2 separate regions of the Sus scrofa genome follow, and region 1 is linked to region 2. A link is a contact called in public Hi-C data. All regions are on one chromosome and are shown on one strand. Each heading gives the region's core, a stretch centred on a gene start, on an enhancer-like site or on the middle of the called end of the contact. The rest is flanking DNA. Distances are from core to core; before and after follow the strand shown. Region 1 overlaps LOC102157779 (a long non-coding RNA gene). Region 2 overlaps BACH2 (transcription regulator protein BACH2).

Region 1 (7,293 bases), core at 1,728-4,227, 370 kb after region 2:
TTGGAAGGGCTGTGACAAGGCAGGTCTTCTAAGGAGCCAAGTCCCAGACTCCAGTCTACCCCAGACTTGGGTTTTGTTTTGTGTTTTTTTTTTTTTTTTTTTTTTTTTTTTTTGCATTTCTCCCCTTTTCCCTTATCTCTCTCCATGCCTCCACCTCCTCCCACCTCCCCCACCCCCCAGTCTGAAACAAGTCCTCTTTGCCTAGAGGATGAGCAGTCAGCTTGGAGGAGGAGGTCAGCGGGAGGCTGCAGACAGAGAATTCCAGATCTGTGGCAGCCAGGAAGAGCAGAGGTGGGACATACCAGCTGCTGGTTAGTCATGTCTACACAGAGGTCACTTCAAAGGTCAAGGCTATCTGCTCTTTGCAAACCCACATTCCCCCCACACCTCCAAGTACACCAGGCACTTGCAGAAATCTTTACTCACCCATTTCTGAAAGGTGGATGTGTCCTCCCAGAGTCTGAAGGGATGTATGTCTCTGTTGTTCAAAAGGCATGAGTTAAACTGTGAACACATTTGACCCACGTTTAGTCTTGAAAGCCTTTCCTCTACAAATTCTCATGTCCTATTAGCTGATTGCGCTCCTGAGCACGAATGATTCTGTTTTGCTGCCCTTTTGGTGGTGGATGTTGGAAAAAATACAGAGTGTTAATCCCACACACCTGCTTTCAATTCTGCCCATGTGGGTTTGGAGTAGGAGGTCTGTTCACGCCGAATCTCTCTACACAATTTTCAAAAACCTGCATTTTTCCATGCTAACACATCTCCGCTTGTCAGCACCCAATTGAGTTTACACGCACACACACTCACACATACACACATACTCGTGTTTACACTACACCATTTATTTTCTCAGAGGGGTCAGCGAGTGTGAGCCAGGATGACCACTAGATGGCAGTATGTAAAACACTCCTGATGTGCTCAGGGGAACGAAGTTTGAGGACCACCCAGAGCTGGGGTTCCCAGATTTTATCTGTAAAATTTTTTATAAAGAAAAGAAAAGAGGTAGATGCAAACCAGTACATTTAGAATGGATAAGCGATGGGGTCCCTACAGCAGAGGGAACTATCCAATCTTTGGAATTACAACATGATGGAGGATAGTATGAAAAAAAAGAATGTATGTCTATGACTGGGTTACTTTGCTGTACGGCAGAAATCGAAGGAACACTGAAAATCAATTATTCTTTAATAAATTTTTTAAATTAAAAAAATAAAAGAAGAAAAGGGGGAGCACTCCATCGGTTTGTCAAGTTTTTACTGTTCCAGGGACCATTATTAAGATATAAATCAACTTCCACTGCTTCTTAAGAGAAACGTTTTAATCATAAAAAGTAGGAAGGGAAGAATCTCAAAAGTAGGGATTATCTTCTAAATGTAATAAATGTTGTTTTCTGAAAAATACTGTTCTTGTGTTCTCATTTTCATGCAGACCAGTGGAAGAGTCATCGTGATCAAGCCTTTGGGAAATAAACCTCGAGGAAAATGCTTGCACTTTCGTACAGCCCAACTGACTCTAAGATTGTAGTAGGGTTTCCATCCAGAGACACAAAGGAGAATCAGGGATTGCCATTTGATCAAACCGGCTTTGACAAAATGCACTAGGAAGCATAAACACACAAGATACCCCCCACCCCGTACTGGCTGCATCACTATTGAACCACCTGCCTCGTTGCCTGGACTACCTCTTCTGGATGGGCCTGTCAAACTGAACCTCAGCAGAGCTAGGCCTGGGGGGACTTCCCATCCGCCTCAGCCAGGTGGGCATCTTGGCATCTTGCTCTACCTCACCAAAGAATCTGCACTAGGGAGTTCCCATTGTGGCTCAGCAGGTTAAGAACCCAACTAGTATTCATGAGGATGCAGGTTTGATCCCTGGCCTCGCTCAGTGGGTTAAGGATGTGAGCTGTGGTGTGGGTCACAGATGAGGCTCGGATCCCATGTTGCTGTGGCTGAGGCTGTGGCGTGGGCTGGCAGCTGCAGCTCCAATTCAACCCCTAGCCAGAACATCCATATGCCACGGGTACAGCCCTAAAAAGCAAACACACACACACACACACACACACACACACACACACACACAAGAATATGCACTAGGACACTGGGACCCATCTCAGCCCCCTTCTGTGCCAGCACTGGGGTAATAAGACACTATTCATGGTCAAAGAATGTGCTAACTACTCACAGAGTGACACAAATAGTAGCCTTTAAATCAGAGAAACCCTCACTCCAATTCCATGGCTTGAGCAAGTCACTTCAGCACTCTAATCCTCAGTCTCCTCATTCGAAGACCGGGATCATGATAACATATACCCCTGTTAGCCTTTGTTAGAGAAAAAAAGGTCATGTATATTAAGTGTAAACATAGTGCTTTCTCTGTGCTCAATATACATTAACTCATATTAATAAAACAATTTTAGTGCAGGACGTTCCTTTCTAGAGGGAGGCAGGCTGGGCCACTCCCCAGAGATGCTCTTCTTTGCGATGAGAATGTGATACACTGTATTTGGGGAGAAGTCAGCTCACCACATCCTTTGAGTCTCGGATTTCCTATTAACAGCACTTACTCTGTAACCGGTCACAACACTGAAAGTGACCAGGATGTTACACAGCCTGAAGATTTGTTTTTGAAGTACAGAGCAGGAGATGTGGAATTTTCCTTCTAGAGCTGGGGCAGCCCTGCTTACTCAGAAGAATGATGATTCCTGGGTATTCCTAGGGTGGGCAGCCCCATTAAGCATCTCCTTCATTCACTTTTCTACTTAATTCAGCAGAAGGTCCCACAGCAGGCATCTCTACACAGTCATAGAAGCCTCTGACGAGGTTGGATGGAGAGCACAGAGAAAACTCCAGATAATCAGACGCACTGAAACTGCTACCACGACACTGGAGTTGCAGGATGACTCACCCTGGGCTGCTGCAGGAAACTCCTCTGGTCGCTGCCCTGGATCCTCAACGGTAAAGGGTCCCTGGAAAACTGTGCTTGGACTGCCACCTAGTGGTTACAAAAAGCAAGACTCGGTCTGGGCAGGATTCTGCTTCCCCAGTCACACCCACCACAGTTATCACCCAGAATCAGCATCTCCTCAAAGAAATTTTAGAAGATGAAAATTTTATTCACAGATTCACAACCTAATTCCCTATTTTAATTTGGTTTAATTATATCATCCACCTAATACACTGCAACACTGAGATTCAAGGTAGGGGCAAAAGCACCAGCCTAGGGAGTCTAAAGGCTCTTTTGAGTCACTAGCTCACTGTTCAACTTCGGGGAAGTGGCTTGAACCTTCCATTTTCTCTTAGGAAAATGGACATTAACAATATGCAGAGTTTAGGCGGCTGCGAGGTCTGTGCATGAAGCCCCTTTATAAACTGTATGATGTTCTCCCCTTTCTAGCTTCCTGCTCCTGTTTCCCTGGGATTCTGCACCCCGATGTCCACACCCACCCTTCAGTTAAACCAGTCAGCCAAACCCCTGTCCCCCTTCCCCTTCCCCGGGAAGCAGAGGCCTCCTCTTCTTTCGTAGTGCTGGAAATAGAACACAGAAACCAAACCAAACCAAAACAAAACAAAAAACAACAGCCAAAAAAGGAAAGATCCAGCCCAGGATGTGCTCATAGAACAGTTAACAATGAAAAGAGTCAAGGGAGACTTCTGCCATCGACAGCCTGCACTCACCAGGAGAAAATTCACTCAGAGGACAAAACACTGTGGCAGGTTGTCACCAGAGTGGCGGTGCTGAGGCTGCACCTAGTGACGGCACCCCACACGGAGACAGAGGGATCTGCTTGTTCCTCAGCCTCAGCCCTGGCCCTGGGCCCTCCTGCCTGAACTGGGTAGAGATGTCCTCAGAACAACTTCCTGCCCCGCTCAGGGCCCCTCTGATCTCTGGAATTCACCAGGGATCCCACATTCCACACGCAGGTCTGGGCTCCCGTAGCTCAGGCCCCACCTCACGTCTCTGTGGGGCTGATTGCGGCTCACTGGGTGTCCCGCGTCCCCAGCTGACTCACAGAGATTTCCAACCTTGCATGATGATGCACCCGTATCTGTAACTTCATTTTAAGCACACACCTCACTATGAATGTTTATTTCCATAGAAAGAGGCACTCCTGTATTAATATACAGTGTATGCTCTAGACATTTCAAAGGATGAGAAATTAAAATATAATGCATGTATGCATGTAACGCCTATGCCCACAAGTAGGTGCGTCCCCTTTTGGGCCTGGGACCTTTCTCTGACTGGTTAGAGCTGTGGTTGGGGCACATGGAGCTTGTATGGGGACCCTCTCCTGAAGCCCACCATGGATTCAGAGACAGAGGTGATGTTTGCTAGGAGGGGAGTCAGGTGTGAGGAAGAAGCATGATTCTCTTCTCAAATCACACCTTCCTCCTGGGCGTCTGATCAGCCAACAGCCACACGTCACGAGAACCTGGGACGCAGAGGCCACTAGCTTTCTTGTCCTGTGTTACAGGATCTTGCGATTCTCTGAGACGACTCCTGTCATGATTTTCTGAAGAAGAGAGGAGCAGTTCTCCAGCAGCTCTACGGGTTCCTATATGTACATTGTACCATTCCATCCCCAAAGCCATCCTGAGGGACAGGCGTGTGTTCCCTGCTGCAGAAGGAAGCTGAGGCCAGGAGAGGATAAGTCATGCCCTCAGGCCACCTGTCTCCTCAGAAGTAGAGTCTGCCTATTTGTAAAGCCTCAGACTAAGCCCGCAGTACGAGGCAGGGCCTGGCTATGCATGAACATGGAACTGGACATCCTTGGCCCAAACTCCACTGGCAGTAGAGAGGACTCTTCTTACAGTGTCCTCTACCTTAAAAGCAAAGATTTGTTCTGTACTTAGTCTCCTGTGGTTTTCCATGTGGCTGGTTATAAGGGTCATTACTAAGGCTCGTCTACTCCCCATCTTCCCCACTAATCTACTATCAAAGAACTAGAGGTTCCCACCTTTAGATTTTATTTTTTTATGTTATTTATTTATTTCTTCTTTTTATAGCCACACCTGCAGCATATGGAAGTTCCCCGGGCCAGGGGTAAAATCGGAGCTGCAGCTGCCAGCCTTCACCACAACACCAGATACGAGCTGCATCTGCAACCTACACCACAGCTTGAGGCAACTCCGGATCCTGAACCCACTGAATGAGGCCAGGGATCAAACCTGCATCCTCACAGAGACAGTGTTGGGTCCTTAACCCATTGAGCCACAATGGGAACTCCTAGCTTTTGTTTTATCTAGTGATGCAAGAAGTGGAAGAGATAATCTACCTTCTGGTCCAACACTGTAGCCACTAGCCACATTTGGCTACCTACATTTAAACTAATTAAAATTAAATAAGAAATTTTAAAAGAAGATTTCTCTCTGGCACTAGCCATATTTCAAAGGTTTAATGGCCACCTGTGGCTAGTGGCTAACATATTTAAAGTACAGAAGTCAAACATTTCCGTTCTCTCAGAAATTTCTGTCCGATGGTACTGGTAGACAGAAGCATTGATTTTAAAACAAGCAAGAGATTAAATGCTTCGCTTAAGGTCTGTGGCAGAACTATGAAGGAAACCCAGTTTTCCATATTTGAAAGCTAGTCTTCTCGTTACTACACTGGGGGGGGTGTCATTTAAAAATGCCCAGGGGAGGAGTTCCCATTGCGGCACAGTGCTCACGAATCTGACTAGTATCCATGAAGACATGGGTTCAATCCCTGGCCTTGCTCAGTGGTGGGTTAAGGATCTGGTGTTGCTGTGAGCTCTGGTATAAGTTGCAGATTCGGCTCGGATCTGATGTTGCTGTGGCTGTGGCTTAGGCCAGCAGCTGCAGCTCCAATTCGATGCCTAGCCTGGGAACTTCCATATTCTATGGGTGCAGCCCTAAAATAAATACGTAGATACATACATACATAAATAAATACATAAATAAAATGCCAAGGAAGAGGTTTCTCAATGGAGTGTTAATACCCATCATCACAAGTTAACATAAAGGACCATCTAGTCCTCCCTGGAAGAAGCCAGGTTGGGCAGTGTGGACGGCCAGGAGGAATCACAGGAGAAGAGTCTCCATCATGACTCAGGGCATGGGTCAGGCAAGCCTAAAGGTAGGGCAAGTGCGTTATCCATGTCTGTCTTGCCAGCCCTGGACCAGAGCTGGGACTCCATTGTGCCAAGGGAAACAGGGAGCCAGGGGTAGCCCAAGTGGCTGGAGATCAAGCAAAAGACAGTTAGGGAAGACTGGGAACTCTAACCAAGATCTTCAGCAGGAGCAGGGTGTCTCCCTGCTGGCTTGTCGCCGTCTTGTCTGGGCCCTCCAGATTTATGCTCTGCTTACTGGGCTGTACCACACCATTCTGGAGCTGTTGAACTTTGCCTTAGTTCATGTCATAGGAACCTTGGTAATGAATTTCAACGCATTGGGAAAACACAGATGAGGCATAGGTTAAAAGTTTAGTTTTGTTTTCAGCAGCTATAGAGCTGAACCGTAGAAGGAAGGTAGGATGGGAATTCAGAAGACTTGGGTGTAATAATAATCTCCAGCACTCTTTGATCTTAGGCATCTCACTTAGCCTCAGTATGCTTAATCTGTGAAATGGATCAACAGTAAGGATTTCTTAGCAGGATTGTTGAGGAGATCCCATAAGGTAATATTCTAGACAGTTTTCTGCAGAGCAGAGAGCCCTGTCTGGGTGTTGATTAGTTATGATCTTTACTATTGTTCCCTCACTTGGCGCCTCTTCCATAGCAGTTAGGGTGCATAATTCTGGGTGGCCACATTACCTTAGGTTTACCAGATGTACGTGTTTCCCCCCAAGATGTATTGTGTTTTTTTAAACCATCAATGGAGCTACCTAATATCCTTATTTGAAGATGATGTAGTCTCAATGTCTGTGGTTTTGTGAGCCAGGAAAGAATAGTTTAATGGTTCAATTAGCTCCTTGAGGAAATACGTGGTGCTTGAGATATGCCAAATAAGCAGCATGCAACCTCTGTGGGGGGACAAGAAGTCAGACGACTTCTTGTGAAGACACAGCTTCCTGCAGAGCCAGATGTAGTTCGCATTTTCCTCTTGCTTTTTCCCAATAGCTGTGCTCAGGGGGGATAAACTTTACTTAACCTAATTAATTTTAATCACAGCTTTCAAATCTCATACTGTGAAAAGAATTACAAATTGGAATACATTAATAGAAGCCATAGTTTATGCTGTAAGCTAATCATGAAATGTGCATTTACATTTTCTGCATGAGTTTGCAATTACCATTAAAATAAAATTCCGTTATGTCCTTTTAAATTACCAAAAT
Region 2 (7,414 bases), core at 1,936-4,435:
TTGAGGGTTCTCTGCCTCCTTTGCATTTAAGAACTTTCCTTCTCCTGGTGCTTCAGCTCTCTGAAAACCCTGCAAATTTCTATCCCTGTGTGCTGCACAGCTGCACCTGTCCCCCAGCCTCATCTGCAGGGGCGGGCACTCCTTGACTTGCAGATGGCACAGGTGTGGGTGCCAAGCAGGTCTCACACAAGTCAAGGTGCCACTGGGTCGTCCCCACAGGAGGCTGTTGGGTCAACACAGAGCCAATGGCTGCCACAGGGGCTGTGGCTGCAAATCAGGCCAAGAACCTTGAAGACAGGTAAGGCACATGGTCAAAGAAGGGTGTGAGGCACTCTTTCCAGAAAATGCATTTACACTGACCCAGCCGGTCCAGCCAATTCTCCTCTCTCCCCCTTGCTTCGAACATCTACTCCCTCAGCAGTGCTTTGACCCTGTCTTCAACCTGATCTCCAATCTCTCGACTCCTCCATTTCTGCCGCCATCACCGTCGCTTCTAACCTGGTTCACTGCCACTGCCATGGTAACTGGTCTGTTTTCTTTTTTTGGTCTTTTTGTCTTTTAGGGCCACACTAGTGGCACATGGAGGTTCCCAGGCTAGAGGTCCAATTGGAACTGTAGCCACTGGCCTACGCCACAGCTACAGGAACTTGGGATCCGAGCTACATCTGTGACCTATACCACAGCTCGGCAACGCCAGATCCTTAACCCACTGAGTGAGGCCAGGGATCGAACCCGCATCCTCATTGATCCTAGTTGGGTTCACTAACCACTGGGCCACGATGGGAACTCCTGGTCTCTCTGTTTTTAACACCCCCTCCCCTGGCATCAAGGGTCCCCAGGACAATCCCAGGTCAGGTGATTCGCTAGGAGACTCACAGGACTCAGCATAGAGTCATCCTCACAGCCAGCCATGATTTATTACAATCATCTGTTCCTAGCTCCAGCCCTGCCTGGGGTCTGGCCACATACCTCCCTTCAGCCCCCCTCTCCCCCCAACACTCCCCTTCCCCCACAGGCTCCACTTCCTGCCGTTGCTTCTTCACATGACAAACTCAGCTTCTCTCTCTGGATTTACAGCCCCCTATGCCTGCCATCATCTGCCTCATATAAAAATCAATTGTGCTTAATCCTGCTGTGGTCACACACTCTTTAGAGGATCCTGGGCCATGGCCCTGAATCCCGCTGGGCCCGTGACCATGTGGCACCATCAGGGCCAACTCTAGCCTTGCTCAAGTCCCAGCCCAGCCAACATTCCCTGACTCTGACTCCGGCCACCTAAGTCTTTTTCTCCGGCTCCTGTCCATGTCCCAGCTCCAGCCAGACTCTCGGCAGGCTGAGGAAGAGAAAGAACGGGGAGAGAAGAGTGAAAGAAGTGGCAGAAGCTGCTGTGGTTACACACGGGGACTGAGTTTGTCTATATGGGAGGTATATTCTGCAGAGCTTCCAAAAAATTTTTTTTGATAAACCACAGATCGGCAGAGCTGCAAGGGATCTTGGAGACCATGGAATCCAACCTCTTCATTTTACTGCATAGGAAACCAAGGTGTGAAGAGAAGGAAGGCAGGAAGGCAGGGAGGGAGAAAGGGGAAAGCACATGTACTGTGGTCTCATCATCAGCTCCAGATACACGGGCCCAGGGGTCCACAGCCAAGGGTGGCAGGGTTGGGACCACACGGCTCTTAAATGAGCGTTTTTATCCCACATGAGCTTTTGCCAGTTACTTCCATATTCACATGATATGGAGGAAAGCACTTGACCTTTAACATACGAAGGTACTTAGAATTCCCATCTCAAAAGGCAAATGGTTTTCTCCTCTGTATTAGCCAACAGAGGTTTTTTTGTTTGTTTGTTTTTTGTTTGTTTGTTTGTTTTTTAATTGTGGCAAAATATGCAAACCCCCAAGCTGACCATTTTAATCATCTTTAAGCGTACAGTTTAGTGGCATTAAGGACATTCACTTAGTTGTGCAACTGTCATCACCACCTACCCAAAACATCTTTAAGTGAGCATAGACTATAAATTCAAAATAAGATTGAAGGACCCTCAAAAAGAAGACTGAAGGAAAAGACAGGTGGAAAATAAATTTGTGGGGGATTACATTTCACCCAATAAAACCGTTCATACACATGAGATTTCCCATGACATATTTTTCATTATTCTCCTAGTCTTGAAACCAGAACTGTGAGAATGCTGGGCACCGGGTGAAAAGGCAGATTTTTTTTTTTTTTTTTAGGGCAGCTTTTGTCATTTCTCTAGAATCTATGTTAACTGTATTCACTTACAAACATGTCGAATCTATGTTAACTGTATTCACTTACAAACATGTCAGGCAACCCAGGACATCACAGCCATCCACGCCTCCTCCATAAAAGGACAAGTAAAACAGTATTTCTTGGAAAGACAGGCATTGACCAGTGCACCGCACCTAGATGGGGCCGCCTCTGCCACTCTGGTCTGCCTCGAAGGGTTCCCAAGTGTTGGCACAGAGCACAAAGAATGTCCCTTAGCTATTCAGCATTTCAACTGAATATGCTGTTCAACTCCACAATATATTTAGCGAGATTTCTTCCCTCCCTCCTTCCTTTCTTGGTTTAATGACCTCAAATGTACCAACATCCTGTCTTACCTAATCCCCTAACAAGTTCTATCAAATGCCAGGACAGAATCAGACAGCACTGCAGGCAGTGAGATCATTCGCAAAGAATTCATTTTTATTCCAAAAATGAGGAGTGCCAGACCATTCAACACAATCTATCACACAGCCAGAGAATGAGCCTGGCACTTTAAGAGGAACATTTAATTTTTTAAAAAACCTTTCTCCCATCCTAGGTCCTTTCACAAGCTGATAAGTCTCTCCCTAGAACAGGATGCACAAATAAACACAAAGCCTTTCCACATAACAGGAAGGGTTCAAGGGCCCTTGAAAGTCTAAGAATCCATGGACCTCAGGTTAAAACCCCCTGTGACAATGACTCTGACAAGAATTCACTTTGGGCATGGCTCTCCATACTGGATCCTGGTCACTGGAGCATCTTGGGGTAACTTCCTCTGCTGTCACTTTAGTCTCTGGGTCAGAAACGACCTTTCTTGTTTTGGCTTCAGGAACATGCCCCGCTAGCTTCTGGTCAGAGTGAGAGTGAACATGGCCAAGCCTCCCCCAAGCCAGCTGGCAGCTCTGGGAATATTCATCCTCTGCCTGGTCTCCCACATACTTGCCTTACCCTGACAGTCTTTGGTTCTGCTCTCTGATGTGTGTCATAGATCCTGCTGTCCCCTCTCTGTCCCTGTTACTTTCTTTCTTGGCCTTTTGTGCATTTTTTTTTCTTTTTACAGCCACCCCTATGGTATTCGGAATTTCCGGGGATAGGGGTCAAATCAGAGCTGCAGCTGCGGGCCTATGCCAAAGCCACGGCCACAACCGTTCCGAGCTACATCTGCGACCTACGCCACTGCTTGAAGCACTGCTTGATCCTTAAACCACTGAGTGAGGCCGGGGATCAAACCCGCATCCTCATAGACACTATGTTGGGTTCTTAACCTGCTGAGTCACAATGGGAACTCCTTTAAACTTTTTCATTGAGATCTAATTCACATATCATAAATTTCACACTTTTGCAATGTACAATTCAATGGTTTTTAGTACGTTCACAGAGTTGTGTATGCCATCATCACCAAAATCTCATTCCAGAACATTTTCATCATCCCCAAAAGAAACCCCTTACCCATTAGCAGTTAGTCCTCACTTCCCCCTCCCTCTCAGCCCTTGGCAATCACTAATCTATGTCCTGTTTCTATGGATTTGCCTATTCTGTACATTTCTTATAAATGAAATCATACACTAAGTGGCCTTTTCTACCTGGCTTCTTTCACTTAGCATGTTTCCAAGGTTAATCCATGTTGTAGTATGTATTAATACTTTATTCCTTTTTATGGCTGAATAATAATAGTCCATTGTATGTATATATCACATTCTGTTTATCCACTTATTAGATGATGGACATCTGGGTTGTTTCTACTTTTTAGCTATTATGAATGATTCTGCTATGAGCACTTAAGTACAGTGAGATATATGTAGACATATGTTTTTAAAAAATCTTTGAGTATAGCTGACTTACAAAGTTGTGTTATTTTCAGGTATACAGCAAAGTGAATCAGTTATACATAAATATATATCCATTCCTTTTCAGATTCCTTTCCCATATAAGTTATTATACAGTATTGAGTAGATTTCCTCATGCCTACATAGAGTAGTCCTTTTATATAATTGTGTGTATATGTAGACATACACTTTTTTTAATTGTTATTTCCCCAAAACATTTTTTTCCTACTGTACAGCATGGTGACCCAGTTACACATACATGTACACATTCTATTTTCACACATTATCATGCTCCATAGTAAGTGACTAGACATAGTTCCCAGTGCTACACAGCAGGATCTCATTGCTAATCCAGTCCAAAGGCAATAGTTTGCATCTATTAACCCCAAGCTCCCCATCCACCCCACTCCCTTCCCCTCCCCCTTGGTAACCACAAGTCTATTCTCCAAGTTCATGATTTTCTTCTCTGTGGAAAGGTTCATTTGTGCCATATATTAAATTCCAGATATAAGTGATATCAAATGGTATTTGTCTTTCTCTTTCTGACTTAATTCACTCAGTATGAGAGTCTCTAGTTCCATCCATGTTGCTCCAAATGGCATTACCTCATTCTTTTTTACAGCTGAGTAGTATTCCATTGTGTATATACATACCACATCTTCCTAATCCAGTCATCTATCGATGGACATTTGGGTTGTTTCCATGTCTTGGCTATTGTGAATAGTGCTGCAATGAACATGCAGGTGCATGTGTCTTTTTTAAGGAAAGTTTTGTCTGGATATATGCCCAAGAGTGGGATTGCTGGGTCATATGGTAGTTCTATGTATAGATTTCTAAGGTATCTCCATACTGTTCTCCATAGTGGTTGCACCAGCTTACCTTCCCACCAACAGTGCAGGAGGGTTCCCTTTTCTCCACACCCCTCCAGCATTTGTTATTTGTGGCCTTATTAATGATGGCCATTCTGACTGGTGTGAGGTGGTATCTCGTGGTAGTTTTGATTTGCATTTCTCTTATAATCAACGATGTTGAGCATTTTTTCATGTGTTTGCTGGCTATCTGTATATCTTCCTTGGAGAAATGTCTATTCAGGTCTTTTGCCCATTTTTCCATTGATTGATTGGCTTTTTTGCTGTTGGGTTGTATAAGTTGTTTATATTCTAGAGATTAAGCCCTTGTCGATTGCATCATTTGAAACTATTTTCTCCCATTCTGTGAGTTGTCTTTTTGTTTTCTTTTGGGTTTCCTTTGCTGTGCCAAAGCTTGTCAGTTTGATTAGGTCCCACTGGTTTATTTTTGCTCTTATTTCTGTTGCTTTGGGAGACTGACCTGAGAAAATATTCATGATGTTGATATCAGAGAATGTTTTGCCTATGTTCTCTTCCAGGAGTTTGATAGTGTCTTGTCTTATATTTAGGTCTTTCAGCCATTTTGAGTTTACTTTTGTGCATGGTGTGAGGGTGTGTTCTAGTATCACTGATTTGCATGCAGCTGTCCAAGTTTCCCAGCAATGCTTGCTGAAAAGACTGTCTTTTTCCCATTTTATGTTCTTACCTCCTTTGTCAAGATTAATTGACCATAGGTGTCTGGGTTTATTTCTGGGTTCTCTATTCTGTTCCATTAGTCTGTGTAGACATACACTTTTAATTCTCTTAGATATATACCTGGGAATAGAAATGATGACTAATATTCAATGCGTCAAATTGGCTAGGCCAAGGTACCCATTTATTTGGTCCAATGTGTCCAAAAGTTACTGTGAAAGTATTTTTTAGATGAGGTTAACATTTATATATCAGTATATCTGAGAAAAGCAGATTATGTTCTATAAGGGGGGGTGCTTATCCAATCAGTTGAAGACCTTAAGGAAAAGACTGACCTCCCTCAAGAAAGAGGAAATTCTGACTTGCCTTTGGACTTGAACTGCAACATCAGCTCTTCTCCAAGTCTTTAGCTGGCCTACTCTCCAGAATTTGGACTTGCCAGTCTTCACAATTTACGTAAGACAGTTCCTTAAAATAAATCTCTCTCTGTGTATATATACACACATCTTAAGGGTTCTGTTTTTCTAGAGAACCCTGATCAATACTCCAGGTCACATGATAACTGTATTTACTATTTTAAGGAATTGCCAAACTGTCTTTCAAAATGGCTATTATAATTCCACCACAGCCACAGCAATGCAGGATCAGAGCTGTATCTGTGACCTACATCACAACTCACAGCAATGCCAGGTCCTTAACCCACCAAGTGAGGCCAGGAATCAAACCTGTGTCCACATGGATCCTAGTTGGTTTCGTTATCGGTGAGCCATGATGGGAACTCCCTTGACATTCTTAGCAACACTTATTACTATCTGCCTTTTTGTTTTCAGCCATTCTAGAGGGGATAAACTGACATTTCATTGTGGTTTTAATTTGCATTCCCCTAATGACTATAATGATACTAAGCATCTTTTCATGCACTTATTGGCCATTTGTATGTTTTTTTTTGGTGAAATGCTTATTTTAATTCCTTGCCTTTTACTTAATTGGGTTGTTTGTCTTTTGACTGTTAAGCTGTAAGAATTCTTCCAAAATTCTGCATACAAATACTTGATCAGATGTATGATTTGCAAATAGTATTCCTAATCTGTGGTTCCCTTTGAAGCATATAAGAATTTTTTGAAATTACATTATCTATTCTTTTTCTTGTTTCTTGGACTTTTGATATCATGTCTAAGAAACCACTGCCTAATCTAACTAAGGTCACGAAAATTTTTATTCCTATTTTTCTTCTAAGAGTTTTATAATTTTAGCTCTTATATTTAGTTTTATGATCCAATTTGAGTTTTTGTACATAGTGTAATGTAGGGATCCAACTTCATTCTTTTGCATGCAAATATCCAGTTATTCCAGAACCATTTGTTGAAAAGACTATTCTTTCCCTATCTTATAGTTCTGGCATCCTTGCTTAAAAATTTTGACCACAAACATTAAAGGTTTATTTCTAGACTCTTGATTGTATTCCACTGTCTATCATATAAATATATGTCTTGATTAATGTAGCTGTGTAGTAGTTTTGAAATCAGAAAATGTGAGTTTTCCAACTTTATTCTTTTTCAAGATTAATTTAGCTATTCTGGGTCCTCTGCGTTTCCATATAAATTTTAAAATTAGCCTGTCAATTTCTGCAAAAAACTAGCTGGGATTTGACAGAGATTGTGTTAAAATGTATGTTGATCAGTTTGGTGGTATTCCTATCTAAACAATATCAAGTCTTCTAATCCATGAACATTGGATATCTTTTCATTTATTTAAGTCTTCTTAGTTTCTTTCC

Evidence for each region. A called contact is a pair of places that touch in the nucleus more often than the background predicts.
Region 1: a Hi-C map of embryonic fibroblasts shows a contact between it and region 2, with 2.7 times the contacts expected there. The contact joins two enhancer-like sites. A contact is called at or near these places in 2 of 47 Hi-C or Micro-C datasets (embryonic fibroblasts and epiblast stem cells).

What each region holds. Positions count from the first base shown.
Region 1 is chr1:58,453,269-58,460,561 of Sscrofa11.1, forward strand. LOC102157779 (a long non-coding RNA gene) reads left to right here. Exons shown (of 5, transcript XR_001306010.2): 4 at 1,432-1,759; 5 at 2,774-5,057. Among named protein-coding and RNA genes, the nearest start is that of MAP3K7, 91 kb to the right of the region's middle. Within about 2 kb of position 2,978, at least 16 of the 83 cell types and tissues checked have an H3K27ac peak or open chromatin away from gene starts, as enhancers often do. A contact at or near this core is called in embryonic fibroblasts, where this site is marked.
Region 2 is chr1:58,081,591-58,089,004 of Sscrofa11.1, forward strand. The region is part of intron 2 of BACH2 (transcription regulator protein BACH2); the gene reads right to left. Among named protein-coding and RNA genes, the nearest start is that of BACH2, 200 kb to the right of the region's middle. Within about 2 kb of position 3,186, at least 8 of the 83 cell types and tissues checked have an H3K27ac peak or open chromatin away from gene starts, as enhancers often do. A contact at or near this core is called in embryonic fibroblasts, where this site is marked.